2 separate regions of the Mus musculus genome follow, and region 2 is linked to region 1. A link is a contact called in public HiCAR-type data. All regions are on one chromosome and are shown on one strand. The core of a region is the stretch at or near the end of the contact, and the rest is flanking DNA. Distances in the headings are between cores, read along the strand shown.

Region 1 (5,878 bases), core at 2,176-4,675:
TTAAGGAAGATCTCAGAAGATGGAAAGATCTCCCATGCTCATGGATTGGCAGGATCAACATTGTAAAAATGGCTATCTTGCCAAAAGCAATCTACAGATTCAATGCAATCCCCATCAAAATTCCAACTCAATTCTTCAACGAATTGGAAGGAGCAATTTGCAAATTTGTCTGGAATAACAAAAAACCTAGGATAGCAAAAAGTCTTCTCAAGGATAAAAGAACTTCTGGCGGAATCACCATGCCAGACCTAAAGCTTTACTACAGAGCAATTGTGATAAAAACTGCATGGTACTGGTATAGAGACAGACAAGTAGACCAATGGAATAGAATTGAAGACCCAGAAATGAACCCACACACCTATGGTCACTTGATCTTCGACAAGGGAGCTAAAACCATCCAGTGGAAGAAAGACAGCATTTTCAACAATTGGTGCTGGCACAACTGGTTGTTATCGTGTAGAAGAATGCGAATCGATCCATACTTACCTCCTTGTACTAAGGTCAGATCTAAGTGGATCAAGGAACTTCACATAAAACCAGAGACACTGAAACTTATAGAGGAGAAAGTGGGGAAAAGCCTTGAAGATATGGGCACAGGTGAAAAATTCCTGAACAGAACAGCAATGGCTTGTGCTGTAAGATCGAGAATTGACAAATGGGACCTAATGAAACTCCAAAGCTTCTGCAAGGCAAAAGACACCGTCAATAAGACAAAAAGACCACCAACAGATTGGGAAAGGATCTTTACCTATCCTAAATCAGATAGGGGACTAATATCCAACATATATAAAGAACTCAAGAAGGTGGACTTCAGAAAATCAAATAACCCCATTAAAAAATGGGGCTCAGAACTGAACAAAGAATTCTCACCTGAGGAATACCGAATGGCAGAGAAGCACCTGAAAAATTGTTCAACATCCTTAATCATCAGGGAAATGCAAATCAAAACAACCCTGAGATTCCACCTCACACCAGTCAGAATGGCTAAGATCAAAAATTCAGGTGACAGCAGATGCTGGCGTGGATGTGGAGAAAGAGGAACACTCCTCCATTGTTGGTGGGATTGCAGGCTTGTACAACCACTCTGGAAATCAGTCTGGCGGTTCCTCAGAAAACTGGACATAGTACTACCGGAGGATCCAGCAATACCTCTCCTGGGCATATATCCAGAAGATGCCCCAACTGGTAAGAAGGACACATGCTCCACTATGTTCATAGTAGCCTTATTTATAATAGCCAGAAGCTGGAAAGAACCTAGATGCCCCTCAATAGAGGAATGGATACAGAACATGTGGTACATCTACACAATGGAGTACTACTCAGCTATTAAAAAGAATGAATTTATGAAATTCCTAGCCAAATGGATGGACCTGGAGGGCATCATCCTGAGTGAGGTAACACATTCACAAAGAAACTCACACAATATGTACTCACTGATAAGTGGATATTAGCCCCAAACCTAGGATACCCAAGATATAAGATATAATTTGCTAAACACATGAAACTCAAGAAGAATGAAGACTGAAGTGTGGACACTATGCCCCTCCTTAGATTTGGGAACAAAACACCCATGGAAGGAGTTACAGAGACAAAGTTTGGAGCTGAGATGAAAGGATGGACCATGTAGAGACTGCCATATCCAGGGATCCACCCCAAAATCAGCATCCAAACGCTGACACCATTGCATACACTAGCAAGATTTTATTGAAAGGACCCAGATGTAGCTGTCTCTTGTGAGACTATGCCGGGGCCTAGCAGACACAGAAGTGGATGCTCACAGTCAGCTAATGGATGGATCATAGGGCTCCCAATGGAGGAGCTAGAGAAAGTACCCAAGGAGCTAAAGGGATCTGCAACCCTATAGGTGGAACAACATTATGAACTAACCAGTACCCCGGAGCTCTTGACTCTAGCTGCATATATATCAAAAGATGGCCTAGTCGGCCATCACTGGAAAGAGAGGCCCATTGGACTTGCAAACTTTATATGCCCCAGTACAGGGGAACACCAGGGCCAAAAAGGGGGAGTGGGTGGGCAGGGGAGTGGGGGTGGGTGGATATGGGGGACTTTTGGTATAGCATTGGAAATGTAAATGAGCTAAATACCTAATAAAAAATGGAAAAAAAAAGAGCTCCAGGGTACTGGTTAGTTCATAATGTTGCACCTACAGGGTTGCAGATCTCTTTAGCTCCTTGGATACTTTCTCTAGCTCCTCCATTGTGGGCCCTGTCTGTGTATGTTTCTGTGTGTGTCTGTGTGTGTAAATGTAGGTGTCGGAGGAGGTCAGAAGATGCCTATGGTAGAGCTGGGGTTACAAGTGGTTTTGAACCACCTGATGTTGGAGGATGGGAAGCAATGTTGGGTTCTTTGCAAGAGCAGCACCTACCCTTTAGCCCTGGGCCTCCTCTCTAGCCCCTGGTTATATGTGTTATTGATGTGATCTTGAAAATCAGATTGTCTCCAAAAACAATTTGTACTAACCATAGAAAGTTTTTAGGGAAGACAAGTTCCATTTATGTATTTATTTATTTATTTAATTTTTTCATTTCTCATGTGTTTACTCCCAAAGCAAAGGTATGCCCAGGATACAAACACTGATGTTCTATGTGGAACAAAGGCAGTAGCTTTTTGCTTTGCAAAAGCATATGTTTCATTTTACCAATGTCTTTCTACTTCAGAAAACAAGTAAAATTATATCTCCTTCAAATTTGCAAAGATTTAGTCTCCAGTAATTCCCTGGGGTTTAAAAGTCTATAGGATTCCTTATTCCAATTTTCCATCATCATCATCATCTACAATATTAGATACTAGCAAAATATTGGACTAGGCTTGGTGAGAAACCTTGACATTCTTAAGTCATCGTTCCTTGTTAATCTGTCTGAATTGTTGTAACAAAATATCCTAGTCTGGTGGGATATAAACAACAAAAGATATTTTTTTTACATGTTGGGAGGCTAGAAAGTTTAAAATTAAAGAACTAGCAGATTAATTGTCAGATGGGAATCTAATTCCTTACAGACACTTGTTATTTCCATGCTAGCTTCCCATGGTGGAAGATGTGAGGGATTTGTGGGACATCACCAATCCCGTCCTTGAAGACCTAATCACAACCTAAGCATGCTTCCTAACGCTGTCATCTCACAGCTGGGTTTCAACAAATGAATTGGACAGGACATAAACATTGACACCGAGACAGACCAGATGGTCCACTCCTCCCTGGGGCATGAGGTAAGCACTTTCAAGCGTTGCTAAACACGGTTAAGGAGAACCCAATGCTATTAGAATTGTTAGTTCTGTGCTGAGCTTTTGTGATGCTTTTACTCTAAACACTCTCTTAGTGCTTTCTGTGAGTGATTACAACTGTCAGAGTGGAGTCCTTTGCCAGGCTTGTCCTTTATAGCTAGCTGGCAGTCTCAAGTGGAGAACTGTCAGTTAAGTATTCCCTTTCCTGGCAACTGACTGTACTGCCCTTACGACAGTCTGGCTGTTTACTCTGAGAACATTCCAGCAGCTGCAGAGGACTTCTAGCCACAGCCCCCAGCTCTGCCTAATGGGATTCTCCCTTCTTCACCCATACAGATAGCTTGTATCAGCCTTGAAAAATAGAACATGGAGCTATAAAGTCCCACAGCCATCTTCACCCAGGCTAAAGGGGAGGCACTTCTACACTCCCCAGCAGGAGGGGGCTGAAGAACACCACGGAGTGACCGGGTTAGGTATAGCCAGGTATAGAGAAATCAGAAACAAGAGATGGTGGAAAGTGTAGAGAAAGTGAGGAAGACAAGAGAACCAAGGATGAAGAGAGCGCTGTGGAGGGCTAGGTCAAGAAACTGTGGGTCCTGGTTGTTGAAAGAGGTCCAGAGAGCTTCCAAGCATAAAGATAGCTTGCATACTCATACTCTACACTCCAGAGCTTCAATACCGGTCACTGGAGGAGCTGTAGATCTCAATACCTGACCTCTGCACAAGGAGCTGGCACTAGCAAGTGCTGCCTGTTACCAGGAATCAAGGAGAACAGTGGCTGCCAAGGGCTGGGGCTGCTGGTATTTAAGCCTCCAGTGTAAGTACTCAGAGCTCCAGGCCTTTGGTTTCTAAGGCCTGGAGCAACAAGCCTCTGGCTTGCAGGATTTGGAGCTGAAACAGCAGGCTTTGGGCTCAGGGGTCTGAGACAGCCAATGTTAGGAAATTGTCCCAGTTACTCACAATTTCTTCCTTTTTTATGGTGTTTTGACAGTGTTTTTAAGATATATTTTAGCTCAATTTAGATCATTATACAGATAGCTTGACTGACAATTGTTTCTTGACTATACAGTACTCCAAATCAAGTCATATTAAAATTTTTTGCACTCTAACTCAGTAATGTTTAAGTAGCTTCCAGGCTTATCACCCTATGATGTTATCAATGACTTTTCCTCTTGATGTGATGAAATAACCTCAGAAAACCAACTTCATAAAGGGTTGGTTGTGGGCCATGTATGATGGTAACATTTTGTCAAGGGTGGAGAATGCATTCTGAGAGAAGTCGAGGCTAGCTGGTTGCATGGCATCCACAGTCAGGAAACCATAAGTGGTAGGGCCAGTTTGTTTTCATCTTTCTACTGTGTCTTCAGTCCACAGGAATGGTGCTGTCCACACGTAGCACTGTGTTCCCTGAGATGATCCTATCTGGGTAGACGAAAAAAAGCCCAGGCAGCTGACTGGTAACAATAACATTATTCTCTGTTAGTATTCAGTGTTTTAAGATTGCAGGGTATAGACTATATAAGGGGTTGGCAAACTATGTAAAAACATTTGTTGTTGTTGAGGCAAGGACTCATTATGTAGCCTTAGGTGGCCTGAAATTCAGAGGGATCTGCCTGGTTTTGCCTCCCTAGTGCTTGGGTTTAAGGGATATGTAGCAACACCTGGCTCAGTAAACTATTTTTTATGGACCAAATTTTAGTAAGTTCACTGGTATGAATGAAATATTGGAATGCTCATTCATACACTTAGTCTGTGCCAGCTTCTAAATTGATGACCAAATCGACTGGACAGTGAGGAGATGCGGTCTGATAAGCTTTCTATTATTATTACTGTCTTATTTTTTTTACTTGACGTACTATTTACTTACTATTTGATCCTCAGATACAAAGCTTGGTGGCTTTTGAGTTGTATCATTATCGATGCTTTGCTTGGTTCACAGCACTCCATCTTTGAGTGCTGTAAAGGTACAGTGCAGGCTCACGATGGAGGGCACAGAAATAGAACCTAATTTAGATGGATGCGAAGAGATATTCAAAAGTGGCATCAAATGCAAAATCTGGAATGTTTACAAGTTAAGATAGGCCAGAAAAGGGAAGGACACTCGGAGCAAGAGGGGGAGTTTTGAGAAATTTTACATCTAAAAGAAAACTTGATAGCTCCATTGGAAGAAGAGCCAAACGTATGGGTATTACCAATATCACTGTTATATGTTAAATAAGGTTAAGCTAATTAGCATGAACCAGTGACCTTACAACTTTTCTATAGTTAACTGAGCATATAAAATTAGATGTTATCTACTCTTTTAGGGCAGAAGTCACAGGATTTCTATTTTCGTTTGTTGTTTGTTTGTTTTGAGACAGTTTCATGTTGCTTAGGCCAGTCCTGAACTTGCTTTGTTGAGATGACCTTGAACCTCTGATTCTCCTGCCTCTATGGTCTGAGGTTACAGGTATGTACCATTATTGTGTATGGTTTTGTGTGGTTCTGGGAATTGAACCAAGACTTCCTGTGTATTAGACAAGCATGGCACTAACTGAACCACATGTCCATACCAGCACACTTTTTCTTAGAAGGAAATTAACAAATAATTTGGTTTTGTTAATTCTGTCATAGGCTTTTATATCTATCCTTGTAG
Region 2 (6,677 bases), core at 42-2,541, 2.7 Mb after region 1:
GTCTCTCTAAAGAGCAGTGGCAGAACGGAGAAGGGCTGAAGGAAGAGAAGCAGTCCAGACTTTCTAAAATCAGGGCTTACCACACAACATTGCCACGAAATGCTATGCAGCCATTGCAAATGTTCAAGGAGCCCTCATGAACAGGAAGCTGTTGTGCGATCCTCTGTCCTGAGAGTTGCATGAAGAAAACTTAGGGGATTCACTGTGTTTTGCTGTGAATTTCTCTGAATCAGAAATCAAGCATCATTTGGGTATTCCAGTGAAAAGCTGGAGAGATGACTCAGTGCTTAAGAATACTTGCTGAGCTTGAAGAGGACCCAGGTTCAGTGCCCAGCATTCACATTGGGTGGCCTTCAGCTGCCTTTTACTCCAGTTCCAGGGCATTTTACGCCCTCTCTGGTTTCCAAGGGCACTGCACAGAAATGGTGCACATAAACTCATGGAGGCAAACCCCTGCATACACATAGAACAAATACGACTTAAACTTCATCCTTGAACATAAAACTTAACTAAGACACTGGCTGCTGTGCACACTGTAGAAGGGTGCAATGGGTTGCTCACTGAGCAGGGCAGCTTCACAAATAAAGAACTGATTGAAGGGGCAGGGGAGAGAACCTTTGAGTTTGGCTTCAATAAAGGAGAGACCTGGTTCCCTCCACACCTTTTCTTTTTTTTTTTTTTTTTTGAGCTTGAAATCTGGTAATTGAATTATAAAATTATATTTTGATTTTTTTTTTAATTCAGACAATGTTGAAAAGTTTGAAGGCAAACCCATGCAAAATATTGGCCTACTTCAGCCCCTGCCCAGATAAGCTCTGTGAGCGTTTTGGTGTGTCATAGAAAAAAAAATTTTTTTTAGTCAATGGTAAATATTAAAAAAACAAAACAAACAAACAACAACAACAAATCACAAACAAACAAGGAAAAAACTGCCCTGATAACAAGAGCAGGCTTTTATAAGGTGCATCTCCTTGAATTCTGATGACCATGGCCATCTGTCCCTGGACTCCATCTGCCCATCCCTACATGCACCTGGGACAGAAGGCACTCCTGCCTGGCTCAGGTGATAAGGGGCCAACATCTGGGGAGTTGGGATCCTCAGGAAGCCCCTTCCAATTTGTCCCTGTTGTCTCCTCCCTCCTGCAACCTTGGTGCTGAGAGGAAGGTCACTCTGCCTGGCAGCCTTCCTGCAGCCCACCCTGCCAAGCTGGTGGTTGATGCCTGCCAAGCGCCTGTCTGATCTTGAGAGAGCTTTGCAAGCCGCCCTGGGCAGGCTGCTCCTTTGTCCCTGAAATCCAGGCCACTCGCCAGGGAGGCCTGCTTCCTGTACTCAAGCTGCTGCGGCCCTGGAAGGCTTAGGTCAAGAGTGCTTGGGGAATGAAGAATGTGGACCCTTAGGGCAAAGCCCCGTAATGAGCGCCTCTCCCCCGCTAATTGGGTTAGCCATGTAATCAGCTGGACTTCCAAAGTTAAACAGGGCAAGCAAGCTGCAAGCCCTGAACTGCTGTTCCTATGACAAAGTAGCACCCTTTTCTGGGGTGGGGGCATAGAAAGAAGCCCAGGTTCAACATGACTAATTCTATTTGGTTTGGGGACCCTGCAGAGCAGGCTAATAGGCAGTTGTCCTTTTCACCAGAGGCCTCCTTAGTCCCAGCTGTCCACACACCCCAAGGTAGAAAACTTTGTTCCATGTTACGCAAAGTAAGTTTCCTTTACTTTGAAAGCACTCTAGCCTTCCGCTAAGCTCTGGGCCTCAGATAAACCCCTGCTTATCTGCAGTTTGATTACTCAGTTCCCGGGAAGGACCATTCTCCATTCTCACTTGGATGACTGGTGTGTGCCAAATACGTTACATTTACAGCAACATGACCCGTATTTCTCAGACAAGGTCACTAAACGTCAGAAATTCCTACCCAAAGTGAGTAAATAGTAGAACTGAATTTCCCAGCCAAAGCTGACTTCACAGCTTCGTTGGAGCTGCTACCACACATCAGGGAGTTTTTGAAAACAAAAGAAAGACAGCCGTTCTTTTTTGCTCAACATACATTTTCCAGCACCTGCTTGTGTGTCCGCCATTAAATTGGGTGTGGGGCAAACTGTATATGTAGCATCTGGCCTTGGCTCTCTGGAGTCTGCCTTTCAGTGGGAAGACACATAAGTAAGCAGAATTTCAGCCATGATGAACAAACACCGGGAATGTAGGTCAGTGGGTCATGTGCTTGCCTAGCATACAGGATCCCTAGCGTCACATAAGTGCGTGGTTGCACACACTTGTGATCCCAGCACTTGGAAGGTAGAAGGAGGAGGATCAGGAGTTCAAGGTCACCTCTAACCACATCTTGAGTGGGGGCCCAAGATGAGCTACATAAATACACTTCTCCAAAAGAGGGTGGGGGACAAGGAAAAGGAATAAGCAGAATGGGAGGGTCGAAAGAAATGAGAACCCCACTTGGTACAATAGAAGTCAGGAGAGTCTCCCCAGGAGTCAAGATGAAGCAGGGAAAACGACCCAGGGACAGTTGTGGTTGTCAGGATCTTGTCGGCCTGCACATAGTCTTTGCTAAGAAGCTCTCCCCTCGCCTGCTCCTTGGCATGCTCTGCCACCTGTTACCTTTTCCTGCATCTTTCTCTGTGCTTTCCTATCCAGAAGCTGCCCTGAGTAAAAGAGCCTTCCTGTGAGAGGACACGCAGGGCACTCCCTCGCTCACTCGCTCGCTCACTCCGGGAGTCTTTTTTTCTTACTTGGCAAGAGGGAGGGAACTGGAAGGTGCTGAGCTTGGCTGCTTTGAGTTGTGAGGGAGGGAAGCCAGGGCCTCGCCTATCGAACTTGTGCCTTGTGGCTGCGCTGCCCTGACCAGGGTAGCATGGTCAGGGCAAAGGTCACTTGGCAAAGGCTAATACGGCAGCTGCAGCCTGACCAACTGCGTGGGCTGAATTTAGAACTCCGTCCTTAGAGGAAATACCCAGGCAGATGCTGAAGGCTGGGAGGGATGCTCAGGAGGCTACAAGGCCAGGGCAATCTCTGCTCCTGCCTGTCTGGCTTGAGCCCAGGTCTGGGCTGGTGCAGAGATCTTAGGGAAGGCTTCTCAGGCAGGTAGAAACCCTACTCTAAACCTTTCTATGGCTCCTCATTTTCTCAGGACAAGACAGATTTCTTAGATCCTACAAAGCTGGTACCCTACCCACCTTCTCAGTCCGCTTTACCTAAATGCAGCCTGCCTGGCTCTTTTTCTTCCTAATTTATTTATTTGCTTACTTTACATGCTGACTGCAGTCCCCACTCCCTCCTCTTCTCCCAGTCCCACACTCATACCCCTCCCCATTTCCTTTCCCCTTCTCCTCTGAGAAGGGAAACCCCTTCCTCGGATACCAACCCACCCTGGCACAACAAGTCGCAGGAGGACTAGTTGCATCCTCTCCCACTTAGGCCAGACAAGGCAGGACTTGGGGAAAGGGATCCAAAGGGAGGCAGCAGAGTCAGAGTCAGCCTTGTTAGGATTTCTCTGTGTAGCCCAGGCTGTCCTAGAACTCACACTGTAGACCAGGCTGCCCTCAAACTCACAGAGATCCAACTGCCTCTACCTCTGCTTCTGCCTCTGTCTCTGCCTCTGCCTCCTGAGTGTTTGGATTAATAGACTGCCTGGATCTTTTAACCATATTATGCTACCTATGCTTGGCAGGTACTACTAAGCAACCTTCTATTTCTCCATCTTCACAGGCAAATTCTTACCCTTCATTCAAGGCTTGGCACTGTAGTTGACCAAGGCACACATTAGTGATTCCAGGACTCAGGAAGTGGAGACAGGAGGAGCGAACATTCAAGGCCAGACTAAGCCAAAGAAAAACTTGTCTTTGTTTCCTTTCTGATGTCCCCCGACATCTTCCAGGCCCAGAGCTGTGCCTGGAATACACTTTTCTCCCTCCGCTCTTCAGTCATTAAGCATCCCGCTTTCGTATTCATACTGGGGTGCTGGCGTTCGAAACCCACACTAAAGGAGTTTGGACTCTTGGAGTGACCACACAAATTCACTAAACAATGTAGGCAAAAAGATGGCAATGTAGGCATCCCTTTTCTTTTTTTTTTTTTTTTTTTTTTTTTTTTTTGGTTTTTCGAGACAGGGTTTCTCTTTATAGCTCTGGCTGTCCTGGAACTCACTTTGTAGACCAGGCTGGCCTCGAACTCAGAAATCCACCTGCCTCTGCCTCCCGAGTGCTGGGATTAAAGGCGTGCGCCACCACGCCCAGCCGCCTTTTCTTAATTTAAGCTGGGAATAAAATATCTTCATGACTTCAAAAATAAAATGTTGATCTCCTCATGGTGACTCACGCTTATAATCCCAGAAGCTACTGGACTATGGAGGGAATTTGAAGTCAGCCTGGGCCAACTTAGCAAGTTTGAGGCCAGCTTGGATGACATTGTAAGAGATTGACTCAATAAATAAATAAATAAATCAATAAATAAATAAATCAGCCAACCAAGGTAACTCCCGCCCATGCAATCCCTGCACCTGAGAGGAGGTCATGGTGGGATCAGAAGTTTAAGGCCATCCTTGGCTGCACGGTGAATTAGAAGCCATCTTAGGCTGCAGGAGACCTTGTCTTAGAGAAAAAAGGACAAACAACCCATTTACTGGGTCACACAGAGCCGTGGGGATTACCAAACTCACACTTGCACTGGGTCTGCACAAGAATGGGCCTGTCAGCAGTCAGACATGGATGGGGAGGGGCTCAGGGACCCTCGATCCTCTCTCCAGAATTTTCTACTGTTGGTTAAAATCCCTTTCCAGGAGAAGAAGTTAGTCTCTCCCTTCTCCTGAGGTCTCAGCTATGACTCATCACTCGGCCACAGTTCACCCTAGAGGAACCAGTGAGCTTTCGTGGCTTCCTTACACTCTGTAAACCTATAAACCAGGGTGTGAGTGCTCCTCCCCTGAAGAAACCACACCTGGAAAGAAAGCCTTGACTCAGCAGGGATGATGACTTCTCATGTCTTGGTAGATAGAGCCTCCCTCCCCAAGGCTACCCAATCCTATATAGTCTATCCCCTCCCAGAAGCCATGTGTAATAAAGACTGCATTGAAACAGAAGGCAGAGAATAGCTGGATACTCAGGTGACAGCTCTGTGACCCTGAATTTGTATAAACAGGCAACAAGCCCAGCTGGGATAATCCTTTTGCAAGAGGACATAGCCAAGTGCCCCAAAATGGTGTGTGCTTAGAACACTTACGAGCAACAGCTACCGTAGATAGTCATTTTGCTCCATTGTGTAGGGGAAGGGGAAGGGGAAGAAGAAGGGTGGGTGACCACACCACGCTGTAATGGATAGGTCCAATCTAGTGCTCACACAGATGGCTCTGATTAAACTAAATGAGTCACAAACACACACACACACACACACACACACACACACAGAGAGAGAGAGAGAGAGAGAGAGAGAGAACAATGTATAATGCTACGAAAATGACATACGAAAATGTCAGAATGAAACCCATTATTTTGAAAGTCTTCTGTCTTCAGCTCCCTGGCTAATTCCGGAAAGCCTTAGAATTAAAGGACTTTTTCAAACTCAGTTTCTTCATGAGTGAGCCTAAGAGATAGGAAGAAATTTATCCAGGCTCTGTTCGTCTTCCGTGAGCAGAGCTCTAGGGCTGCAGAGATAGCTAGCTGATCATGACCCTTTGACCTCTGAGACAAACCAGAAGAGAAGAAATGATCAGGAGATCAGAACCAACATTTCAGCCAAGCCAGCCTCCCTCCCTTTAGGGAAGATGGACTGTCGGGAATCTGCAACTCTGTAGCACAGCCATTTTGTCTGCTCTCTTAGGACTGGACCGGGCCTGAATTGCTGGCTCTTGTGGTGACAGAGTGTAATAGGATTTGCCAGGCTGCTTCCCAAGAAGATGCCCTCTCTGGCTCTCCGACTACCTATATTCAAGGGTTCCGATTTGCCAACACTTGTTTGTTTTAAACTTGTTGGGATTTTGTTTTGTTTTTGTTTTTTTTTGCTTTGTTTTGTTGTTGTTGTTGTTGTTGTTGTTTTGGTTTTTAGGGTTTTTTTTGTTTTTTTGTTTTTTTAATATTTAAAGAAAATATCCATCCCAGGGAACGTGAAATGTTATCTGTGATTTGATTTGTATTTCCCTAGGGACTAACAATGTTCATATCTTTTCATTTGCTTACTCGTCATTTTTTAATCTTCTTTAGAGAAACGCTTTTCTATCCTTTGCCCATTTTTTTATTTGTTTTATTTCTTAAGCTTTACTTTTATTTTCTATGGATGCATATATACGTACCTGTGCAGGCCCCTTCAGAGACCAGAGAAAGGCATCCAATCCCCTAGAACTGGAGGTGGCGGTGGATCGCACGCAGGCTCTCAGGAAGAGTAGCAAGTCCTTAATCGCTGAATCCTCTCTCCAGCATCAAAGTCTAATCTTACAATCTAGCTTATATTTCTTTTCTATGCTTCTGCTTTTAGAATCATATTTTAAAAACCATTGCTTTGGAAGCTGGAGAGGTGGCTCTGCAGTTAAGAGCACTGACTGTTCTTCCAGAGGACCTAGGTTCAAATCCCAGCACCCATGCAGCAGCTTACAACTGTCTATAACACCAAAAATCTGACACCTTCACACAGACATATATGCAGACAAAACAAAAATGCATATGAACTTTTAAAATTA

The links. HiCAR-type assays count read pairs that join an accessible place to other places.
Region 2: a contact with region 1 is called in a HiCAR-type map of astrocytes, with 9 times the contacts expected there. The contact joins two enhancer-like sites. A contact is called at or near these places in 1 of 39 promoter capture datasets (the C10 cell line) and 1 of 115 datasets of contacts at active chromatin or transcription factors (astrocytes).

The regions. Positions count from the first base shown.
Region 1 is chr11:40,847,521-40,853,398 of GRCm38.p6, forward strand. No RefSeq gene overlaps it. Among named protein-coding and RNA genes, the nearest start is that of Ccng1, 95 kb to the left of the region's middle. Within about 2 kb of position 3,426, at least 32 of the 459 cell types and tissues checked have an H3K27ac peak or open chromatin away from gene starts, as enhancers often do. A contact at or near this core is called in astrocytes, where this site is marked.
Region 2 is chr11:43,547,065-43,553,741 of GRCm38.p6, forward strand. The region is part of intron 2 of Ccnjl (cyclin J-like); the gene reads left to right. Among named protein-coding and RNA genes, the nearest start is that of Ccnjl, 22 kb to the left of the region's middle. Within about 2 kb of position 1,292, at least 102 of the 459 cell types and tissues checked have an H3K27ac peak or open chromatin away from gene starts, as enhancers often do. A contact at or near this core is called in astrocytes, where this site is marked.